2 separate regions of the Oryctolagus cuniculus genome follow, and region 2 is linked to region 1. Evidence: chromatin contacts called from public Micro-C data. All regions are on one chromosome and are shown on one strand. Each heading gives the region's core, a stretch centred on a gene start, on an enhancer-like site or on the middle of the called end of the contact. The rest is flanking DNA. Distances are from core to core; before and after follow the strand shown.

Region 1 (5,320 bases), core at 1,204-3,703:
TGTGACACCGGCGTCACCGGACTCCGAACGCCGGCAGGAAACACGGCAGGAGCGAGAGAGGCCGGCGGCCAGGAAGTGCTCTCCAGAGAGGCAGGACAGGGCCGGCGCCGGGGCACAGCGGGCAAAGCCGCCGCCTGCAGTGCCGGCATCCAGAGGGGACGGCTCAAGTCCCGGCTGCTCCGCTTCCGATGCAGCTCCTTGTTAACGACCTGGGAGAGCAGCAGAGGACGGCAAGTGCTGGGGCCCCTGCGCCCCTGCTCCTGGCTCCCGGCTCCAGCCTGGCCCAGCCCCGGCCTTTGCAGCCATCTGGGGAGTGAGCCAGTGGATGGAAGACCTCGCTCTCTCTGCAAGCCCCCAACTCTACTTTTCAAAATAAACAAATAAATCTTTTTAAAAATCAAAACCTGAAACACAAAGGCAGCCGCGGGGCCCCGCCCCAGCCCCTGGAGCAGCGGGCAGGGAGGGGTGGGTGTTCCGGTGAGGACCTGGACAAGGGCTGGACAAGGGCGGGCCCTGGGCCTGGCCTCCCCCTCCTTCCCCAGGAGCTGCACTCTGGGGCTTGGTGGGGGTCTCTCCTGAGACCTCGCCCCAGAAGGAGCCACCCACATCCCGGCACCCTGCTTGACCTTTCACCTTTCACCCTCAGGACACACCCCGGAGGAAGCCAAGGCGCCCTCAGAGCTGGGGGCCGGAGCCAGGCCAAGCCCCACCTGCTGAGCTGAGACAAATGGCACAGGAAGCGTTTGTGACCCGGGCCGGCGGCATCCAGGGCTGGGCAGCGGCCTCTGGGAATTCGTGAGGGCGGGCTTGGGGCTGCCGGTTGTTTATTTTCTCTCTGGGTAAGCCCACCCCAGAGCCACCTGCAGGCTGTCCTGTGAGGACCAACCCCACCGGACAGATGTAACCAGACCAGAAAGGCCGAGTGCCCGGCTGGGCAGACACCTCCGGGGCCAGGTGCGCACTGGACGGCACCCGCGGTGACCACGCCTCAGTAGAACGCAGGGGCAGCCTGGTCCCTCCACCACGCCCGCCGGGCGCAATCTCCCAGGCAGCCAGCAGGGGGCGCCATCAGACCAAAAAGGCCGCCTCTCCCTGCAGCTGGCCGGGGCTTCACTTCAAGACTTGTAGGGGGGCCCAACGCTGCCGGCATCAGGGAGGCCCCGCCCTGGGACGCCCACCCGGGCCCACCCAGCCCTCTGCCCCTCCAAGGTCGTGGACTAACTGGCGGAAGGCACCCAGCCAGTCCAGAGCCAGGCCCTGCCCTGGAGGGAGAGCTGGGGGAAGCGCCCCCCCACAGGGCATCGGAGCACTTCCCCAGCCTCCTGCTCTTCCAGTAAAGGCCCTGCCCTGTCGTGGCTCCAGTGGTCCTGCAGGCCCCACCCGGCTCTGCTGTCCCTCCACAGCCCCCACCTGGCCCCTTGGCCCAGCGGCCACCCACCCACCCAGCAGACCTGGCCAACAGCCACAGCCTCCACACCCAGCACTCCACCAACTGCCCACCCGCACAGCAGCCCAGCAGGCACCCGGGAGGCTGTCTCTCTCACATCTCAAGCAGGGCCCTGCACGCGCTGGCCCTGCCCTCCTGGCCGGCTCGTTTCTCTTGAGGCCGGGAGCAAGGCCCGATCTCAAGCTCCCGTCTCCCTGCACTGCCCACCTGCAGGACTCCCTGGGTGCCAGACACTGCTGGGCTTCCAGAACCTTCCAACGCACACAGCTCATCCACCCACTCCACACCTGTGCGCCAGACACCTGCTCACCTCGCACAAAGAAGCAGCACCACACAGGTCCCCTCCCTCTGCTGTCCTCTCCCGGGGGCACCCGGAGGATGAGGGGCCGAGGGGCTGTGCCAGGGTCCCACAGGGGGCGGGTAGAGGTGCCGCCTCTGGGGGAAGCCCCCAGCTCCCTTTTGTCCCCTGACTCTGAGAGGGGTGGCCCATGCCCGGTGCGCACTCACCACCCCACTGCCTCTCCAGGAAGGGCTGAGGGGGGTGGCACCCTGGGGACTCTGGGAGCAGGGTGACAAAGAGCAGGGTCTCAGGCGGGGTCTAGCCTCCACTCCCCCGGGGAGAAGCCCCCACTTCGCTCCACCTGTCAGGCAGCTGGGCTCTAGTCCCCGCCTCCCTCTCCAGGGACTCCGCCCACCCTCACCGGGTGGTGTTCCACAAGGGGCAGGGGTGGGAGGAGGGGATGGATCTCAAAATCCACACCAGGAACCTGGCTGATGCCGCGCGGGGCCCCTGCAGGGAGTTCAGGGGTGCGACACAAGCCAGGGGTAGGGGACCCACCCCAGTCTCCCAGCCCCAGGTGTGCCCCACCCCGAGCCACAGAGCCCTGCTCCCCAAGAGGAGGCCTGGGGAGGCGCCGGGCCGGGCGGCCCTTTCACCGAAATTACAAAGAGCTGGATCCCGCAGCCCCAGCCCCACCTCCAATCACCCCACTGAGCACGCACCTGTCCCGCGCTGCGCGCCCGCAGCGTCCGCGGCGTCCCGGGTGCTGCTGGCTTCCCGCTCCGGGCTGGCGGGGACCAGGCCGAGCGACGCGGGAGCGCCCTGGGGACGCGAGCGTTTTGAGGCGGCGGCCCCGGGGGACGCGGCGAGGCAGGCGAGGAGCCCGCGAGGCCGCTCGATCCGCGCGCTCGGGGCAGAGGCCGTGGCCAGCGCCCCTCTGATTGGGCGGCCGCGAGGTCCCAGGGGGCGCCTCCGCGGCTTAAACGCGAAGCGGGGGCGGAGGGGAGCTAAAGCCCGCCCCCGGGCCGGGCCCTGGCGCCGCGGCGGGGAGGGGAGGACGCGAGGCCGGCGCTGAGGCTCCGGGACCGGCAGAGCGCGGGACGCGCCCGCAGAGCGGGGCCATGGCCGAACTCAAATCGCTGTCGGGGGACGCGTACCTGGCGCTGAGCCACGGCTACACGGCGGCGGGCCTGGCCTACGGGGCGGCCCGGGGGCCCGAGGCGGCCCGCGGCTACTGCGCGCCGGGCCCGGGCGGCGACCTCCCCGCGGCGCCCGCGCCGCGCGCCCCGGCCGAGAGCAGCGGCGAGCAGAGCGGCGACGACGACGCCTTCGAGCGGCGGCGGCGGCGGCGCGGGCCCGGGGGCGCGGCGGACGCGCGGCGGCGGCCCCGGGAGCAGCGCTCGCTGCGGCTCAGCATCAACGCGCGCGAGCGGCGCCGCATGCACGACCTCAACGACGCGCTGGACGGGCTGCGGGCCGTGATCCCCTACGCGCACAGCCCGTCGGTGCGCAAGCTGTCCAAGATCGCCACGCTGCTGCTGGCCAAGAACTACATCCTCATGCAGGCGCAGGCGCTGGACGAGATGCGGCGCCTGGTGGCCTACCTCAACCAGGGCCAGGGCCTGGCCGCGCCCGTCGCCGCGGCGCCCCTGGCGCCCTTCGGCCAGGCCGCCGCCGTGTACCCGTTCTCGGCGGGCGCCGCGCTGGGGCCCTGCCCGGACAAGTGCTCCGCTTTCTCCGGGGCGCCCTCGGCGCTCTGCAAACACTGCGCCCAGAAGCCGTGATGGCGCCGGCGTGCCCGCCCTCGCGTTTGCGCTTCCCCGGTGGCCGTCGCCGCACCCAGGCCCGGAGGTGGCCGCCGACCTCGCTTCCAACAGCTGCGCGACCGACGATTAGGGGCGGCGGGGAGCGAGCGGCCCGCCCAGGCACACTGGACGCAGCCGGAGCTCCGGGCTCCGGAATCCGCGCCCGGGAACTCGCGGCCGCTGGGCACCCCTCCCCATATCCGCTGGGCGTTGCGGGGAGGGGGGAAACGTTGCGGGCGGCGAGAGGTTCGACGTGCGCCTTGGGGCACCGCCGCCCACCGCCCAGGAGAAGACCCGGAGGGTGGCCCGGTCTAACGACGGCGTGGGGCGCGCGGACTGAGCGGGCACAGAGCACGGCCCGCGTCGCCAGACACCTGCGTGGCCGCGGTGCGCCGGACCCGATCCCGGGAAGGAGCTGCGCAGGATGCGGGAGACGCGGGAGGGGGAGCGCCTCGGGCTTTTCCAAGCCTGCATTTGCGTCCTGAAGCCTGCGGGACTTCCCCCTAATCCGCCCGGACTCCCCTACCTGGAGCTGCGGGGACCCCGCTTGGCGCGTCCTCCTCCTGAGGGGCCATGCACGAGGGTCCTGTGCCCCGCGCCCGCTTGGCCCTGGAGGGTCCGCGGAGGGCCAGGTCCAGTCCAGGGACCACAGAAAGCCCCCTCCCACCAACCGCCCCGCATTTCTGGGAAGGAGGCCGGGCCATGGTGAGTACCGGCGGTGGCGGCGTCTCCTCTAGGGTCGGTGTGGGATCTGTCGCTTGGCGCAGCCGGGCCCGCCTCCGTGGCCCGGGAGGAGCTGTCCGGGGCTTGAGCCGAAGCTCCAGGAACCGGAGCTCTGCTGCGCTAATGCGGCCGCAGGGGCCAGAGCGCTTCGTGTGCGTGAGGGCGGCTCAGAGCCCTTTTGAAGCGCGGTGAACCTGCCCCGGGGTGAACCTGCCCGGGACGACCTCGCCCGGTGTGGCTCTGCTTTCTCCAGGCGGCGTCTGCACCTGCGGCCCCGGTGGCTGAGGCGGGGCAGGGGCAGGGAGCTGGGTTCAGTTCTGCAAGCTGCTTATCAAACTAGCAGCTCGGTCGTCACTTCTCCTCGAATCCCGAGTGTTTGGCGCATTTATATTCGGAAGAAAGCACTGGCTTTCAACTTATTTTTCAAAAGTGATACAATTAAATCTCAATAGCGAATTCCATAGTGTGCATTTGTGACTGATTCACAGCTTCAGTGTCGCCTCCCCCGCCCGCTTCTACACCAGACCCGGGCTCTGGGAGCTCACGGCTCGGCGGAGGAAGCTGAGGGGCGGAGGCTGTCCCCTCCCTGTGTGGCAAGAAGCCGCCCCCTCCGCAGAACCTCTTCCCCGACGCACCCACACGCAGAGCTGTTTGCCCGCTGTCCTGTGTGCCCTTGGCTGGGGCGGAGTGTGTTCCCAGCAGCTGGCCCCTCCTAGAGCCGCTGGCTGTGCAACCCCGCGGCATCTGCTTGTGGAGAGCCGTGAGGTCGGTCCGTGCCGTGGCTCGGGTCTACGCCGCCGGCTTCCTGCTCGGAGACACCCCCCCCCTCGTGCCGGTGTGCCGACTGCAAGCGCCTGGGGGCCTGGCTGCCTCTGCACCACGGCTGGGTGCTCCTGCAGGTGCCCACAGAGCCCTTCGTCACCACGCATCCACCAAGCCGCTGGGAGCCAGCGTTTCGGCAACACCAGGGAGAGAGCTAAACGGGAGAGGGCTTTGGGGCAGCTGGGATGAGGCTGCCCACTGGACCCGCTCCCCGCCCTTTCCCCCCGGGCCTGGATGTGCAGG
Region 2 (5,320 bases), core at 1,448-3,947, 73 kb after region 1:
CATTTCCTTTTGCGGTGGGAGAGAGAGTGAAAATCTTTCTTAACAACTTTGTAGACCCAAACCCAGATGCCTCGCTGTGCACAGCCCGGGCGGCTTGCAGGGCAGCCTGCCCAGGGAACACGCAGAAGGACATTGCACCGAAGCCCTGAGAGGAACAGAGCCCCTGTCAAGTATCTGGGGTGTCGGTGGTTGTGCAGGCATGGGGGGGGGGGGCATCTTGCTGGTTTCATGAGCAGCTTTTGTCTCCCTCATCCAGAGTTGGTGATAATAAAACGAGGAACCTGACTTTGTCTCCCAATTAGAGGAAAAAGTCAAAGCTTACGCTAAAAGAGTTTAGCTGAACAGCTATCTTTGAATGTTTACACAGCTAGAATTCTGATTTGTCAATAATGCTATGTTAGAAGTTTAGCCTTAGAGTAGCCTACTAAGAAGTTCAGGTTAGGGAGAGGTTGCACATCTCCTTGGCCATGACCCTGCAAGGGGAAGCCCCCTCGCCCGTCTTCAGGTGCCTGTGCCAAGGCCACCCTGGGGGAGGTGGAAGCTTCTGGCGGGAGTGGGTGTTGGGCCCACGGGGTCCCCCCAGCCCACATGACCGTCCTGCGGCCTGGGCGCTGCGGGTCTGCTCACTCCGAAGTCTGTGCTCCAGGAAGGTCCCTGTCTAAGGGCACAGGTCTTCTCGGGACGCCTGCGGTGATGACCACGCCACGTGGGCTCCGGGTGTATGTGAAGTTCCGTAGTACGCTTCTCTTGCACATCAACACCTGCCTGCTCATATTCTTGGCTTTTAAAAGAAAATTTGCTGAAAGATTGATGTATTTGAAAGGCAGAGAGAGGAGGGAGGTCCTCCATCTGCTGGTTCACTGCCCAGACGGCTGCAACAACCAGAGCTGTGCCGATCTGGAGCCAGGAGCTTCTTCAGGGTCTCCCACGTGGGTGCAGTTGCCCGAGCACTTGGGCCATCTTCTGCTTCTTCCCAGGCCACAGCAGAGAGCTGGAGTGGAAGTGGAGCAGCCGGGACTTGAACCAGCACTGCAGGCAGTGGCTTTAGCCGCTATGCTACAATGCTGGTCCCTACTATGTTTAATTTTTTTGATTATATATTTGAAAGGCAGAGTTACAGAGAGGTGGAGAGGGGTCTTCCATCCACTGGTTCCCTCCCCAAGTGGCCACAGCAGCTGGAGCTGGGCCGATCCAAAGCCAGGAGCTTCTTCCAGGTCTATACTGGTGCAGGGCTCAAGGATTGGGCCATCTTCTGCTTTCCCATGCCAAAGAGAGCTGGGTTGGAAGTGGAGCAGTGGGACTCAAAACAGGTGCCCATATGGGATGCCGGCACTGCAGGCGGTGGCTTTACCTGGTTCACCACAGTGCCTGTCCCATTTTTTAATTTATTTGAAAGGCAGACAGTCTTCCATCGGCTGGCTGGCTCCCCAGATGGCTGCAATGGCCAGGGCTGGACCAGGCTGAAGCCAGGAGCATCTCCCAGGTCTCCCACACTCTGGCTGCTTTCCCATGTTCATTAGCAAAGAGCACCAGGACTGGAACTGGCACCAGGTGGTGGCTTTGTCTACACCACAGTGACGCCCCAGCTGTCATTTAAACGAAGGTTGGACACGCTGCAAACCTGAAGTTTCCAGCAGGAAGACTGTGAGCGGTAGCCAGCTGTGATCTGGGTGCCATCAGCCTTGAAGCTTACACTGAGTGTGACCCTGTGGGCCTTCAAGGGGAGGGTTGTGGCCTTGTCACGGGCTTCAAGTAGGGCACAGTGCAGGCGCGGACAAACCTCCACTAAGACATGCGCTTGCGGAAGCAGCCGGGTGGCTCAGGACAGCAGCGACTCCCCTCCCAGTGAGTGTTGGTCTGGAAGCTGGGCACAGCCGTGCGCAGCCAGCAGACAACTAAGTGACAGCGAGTGCTCCCCTGCCTGTGGCCCCTCCACGTCACATCCTGGTGGTCCACCCTGAAGTGTCATTTGATGAATTCTTTGTGTGTGACCAACCCAGCGCGAGTCGTAGCTGAGAGTGCTGTATGTGGAGCTCGTGCCACGAGGTCGTCTGCCCCGGGAGACCAGGGACTGCACAGCTGCGAGGGAGCGCGACCTGGCCGTGGGTGCTGCTCACACGGCTGCCGGCAGCTGCAGAAGCATCGCTCCGTGCAGTGTTGCTTCCTCCTCAAGGAGTCAGTCCGACAAGGCAGTAGCTCTCTACCTCTGAGACAGACAGAGAAGCTGTTTTCTCTGGGTGCTGTCACCTTGATCTTTCACACGGAGCAGCTAGCGCAGGGGGCAGAGTCCTGGGTTTTGGCCTGAGGCACTGTTTCCGATGGGAGAGCCCTGGCTGGAGGCTGCAGCTCCTTTGTCCCTGGGAAGCTGTCCAGCGAGGAGGGGAGGGGCGTCTGAAACCCTCTCGGTGCTGCAGTCCCCCTGGGCTGGTGCACGGGGTCTTGGTGGAGGCCCACTAGTGCCACCCAGTGACTGGTGCTGCTGCAGCGCCAGCCTTCCCAGGCCCGACTCCTGGTTTCCTGTTTCAGGAAAGCCGGCCAATTGGAGCCTGCTGGCTTATCCCGGCACACCAAGGCCAGGCGCAAACAGTTTCCCTCACAGACACGGCCACAGCAAGCTTGCTCCAAGTTCCATGGTGTTGCCTGCCTGGATACACTTCCTCCTGTGGCTGCTGAGGGCTGAGCTGCCTCGCCAGGCAGGCCTGGGAGGGAGGGAGGGCAGCAGCAGGGCTGGCCTGCACAACACACTGAAGAGCGAACTAGAGTCAAGAAGTTGCAGATTTGGGTTAACAGCATTTGAAAATCGTTGTCCTTTGAGCAGAGGCCAAGCCAGGCCCAGCCCTGGCCGTGCTGCCCCTGCTGTAGGAGGAAGAGCACTCAGCCCTGGCCCGAGCAGCTGGGCAGGACTTCCAGCGTGTCACACGCTCTTCAGACGTGTTTGCTGCGTGGCAGATACCAGCAGACCAGCTAGCTGGAGTCCACCAATCTGGGAGGCTGTTGCCAAGTTCATTTACCTAATCAGCTCAGTGGTGTATCGGGAGTGGCAGTAGGGGGCGACAGAGAGACGGTATAGGAGCGGCTGGTTTCACGGAGGGCGGTTGGGCTCCAGGACGGGTGACTCAGCCTTGTGTTGGGGAAGTCCTAAAGGTAACGTCTAGACTTGGATTTCCCCCAAGAGGGAGGACATACATCAGTGGAAGCTCTGGTCTCCGTGGATGGCTCATCTAGACCTGGGGTTGGGAGAAGCAGTGTTGACGTGTGGAATTAAGTTTCTGATACGAGAGTGTAATGCCCTGGAGGTTGGCCTTGGGTCGCGTGGCGCAGCATCCTGTGTGTGACGCTCGGGGTGTCCTGTTGAGGCCCTGGCTCTGCGCTCAGAGCAGCAGGGACTGGATGCGCTCTGGCCTCAGCTTTGAGCTGGCCAGTTCATTCCCGGGGCACAGCCCTGTCCTTGCTGCAGACATGCGCCCCTGCCCTCCGAGAGCAAGGCCTTCGGGGGTCCCTATAGCTGGAACTCGGGCATCCTCTCTGCTAGGTGCTGCTGCCTTGGAGCGAAATCTGCACGTCAGAAGTGAGTGGGCATACTGAGGTCCAGAGTCCCCCCGCCACCCTGAGAAATAGCTTGGGCACCCAGCTTTGAGGGGCCTGTGACCTGCTGAGCCCTGTGTGTGGGGGATGGGTGTCCCATTATTCTGCTTTGCCAGGCATTGTCATGGCTTTATAGTGCCCACCGTGTAAAAACCCAGCTCCAAAAAGGGGTGCTGCACTTGGAGAGACAGCAGTTGGGGGTGTGGGTTCACCCCCAGGCAATGGAAGTGGGAGAGGGCAAGGCAGCCCATGCACTGGCCCCTCACTGGTGTTGGGGGTGTGAGATGGGACTGTACCTGCTGGCAGCGGTGGGCTTGCCTTGGTGCATTGCCAGTGGGATGGTATTTAGGAAAAAGCACAAGACCTGGTGATGCCTGCCCCCACCTCCCGAGTAGTGCTAGTGCAGGTTTTGTTAAGGAACCTTGTGAAGTGCGGGAAATGTGTGGCTCGCAGGCCTGGTGCTGTGTGGTGACGGTGCTCAGGCTGCCAGGGAGGGGCTGACAGCCAGCCCCCTGCCCGCACAACCAGGCCGGTGGCAAGGCTGTGGCCTGCGGGGACCCCGGGAGCAGCTCTTCAGGAGGGCAGGTTTTCCACTCAGGCCCTCACAGACGGGGTCTCAGCTCTTTCCCAGGTTTCTGGGACTCTTTGGGGATGGTGAACACAAGCAATGGGAGAGGAGTGAGGGTTCATTTGTTCTTAACTCCTGGGTGAGAGGGCATCTCCGGGGCACGTGGGGTGCCAGAGGGAAGGCTGGTGCTGGTCCCTGAAGCCCAGGGACTCCCACCGCCCAGAGCTCGTGGCGCTGCTGCGTGGACTCCGGTGGTCTGGTCAGGTGGGGATGGCCTCTGTCAGGTGCGGACATGCAGAGACTGGCCTTTCTGCTGAGCTTTGGGCCACAGCCCTGTTGGCGCTGAGGACGAACGACACACGCCGCGTTGAGTCACAGTGCAGCGTTGTGACTGGGAGGGGATGCAGCGGCATCGTTGCGTTCTTGGCCCGGCACTTGGTGTGGCTTCCCCGTGTCGCACATTCCTGTCCCCTTTCCATGCCGGCGGCGGCCTCGTCTCCTGCTGGCTGAGCCAGTGCGAGGCCTCCTGGGTCCCTCAGAGGACGTGCGTTTGCCCTTCCTGGGAAGGCTTCCAAGTGCAAGTTTGCCGAGGATCTCACCTGCGCACTTAATGGTCAAAGTGCCATTCTCCGTGCAGCCTCTTGTGGCACTGGACTTTGTCCTTGAGCTTGATCGCTCAGCTCATGGTTAGGTGCAGCCTCTGCTGCTTGGCTGGTCAGCCGAGGTGAGAGCGTCAGTGCAGTGAAGGAAAGCATTTACGTTCGCGGTCCCAGATGCTCACAGCCTACAGGAGCCAGGGACTGAATCCAGGTCCCCAGGTGGGAGACAGAAACCTGCGGCTCGAGCCACCCCTGCTGCCTTCCAGGGTGCACACGAGCAGGGGGCTGCAGTGCAGGTGCCCCGGTCAGCGTCTGGGCCACTGCGCTAGACCGCCGCCCTGCGTGCTCTGCAGCAGTGTGGTCGCGTGACCACTCCTGGCAGCCCTGAACCATGCTCTCCTGTATTTTAAGTTTGTCCCATCGAGCGTGCCTCGTGTGCACTTGCTGGCCACGCCAGCGCCCTTTCTCACGTGCCTCCTGCTCTGTTCTAGCTGTGAAAGAAGACAGAAGAGTGGAGGAGAAAGTGACGACGGCAGCAGCCTCCAAGAAGACGGCCCTCCCAGGTTCC

The links. Hi-C and Micro-C count contacts between places; a contact is called where the count stands out from the background.
Region 2: a contact with region 1 is called in a Micro-C map of ear pinna, with 2.5 times the contacts expected there. The contact joins the enhancer-like site here to the promoter of BHLHE23 in region 1. A contact is called at or near these places in 2 of 6 Hi-C or Micro-C datasets (ear pinna and an unstated tissue).

What each region holds. Positions count from the first base shown.
Region 1 is chr11:658,976-664,295 of mOryCun1.1, forward strand. BHLHE23 (basic helix-loop-helix family member e23) reads left to right here and starts at 2,454. Exons shown (of 1, transcript XM_051829422.2): 1 at 2,454-4,832. The coding sequence starts at 2,849. The coding sequence ends at 3,511.
Region 2 is chr11:731,409-736,728 of mOryCun1.1, forward strand. DIDO1 (death inducer-obliterator 1) reads left to right here. Exons shown (of 17, transcript XM_051829427.2): 8 at 5,244-5,320. Among named protein-coding and RNA genes, the nearest start is that of TCFL5, 20 kb to the right of the region's middle. Within about 2 kb of position 2,698, at least 1 of the 8 cell types and tissues checked has an H3K27ac peak or open chromatin away from gene starts, as enhancers often do. A contact at or near this core is called in ear pinna, where this site is marked.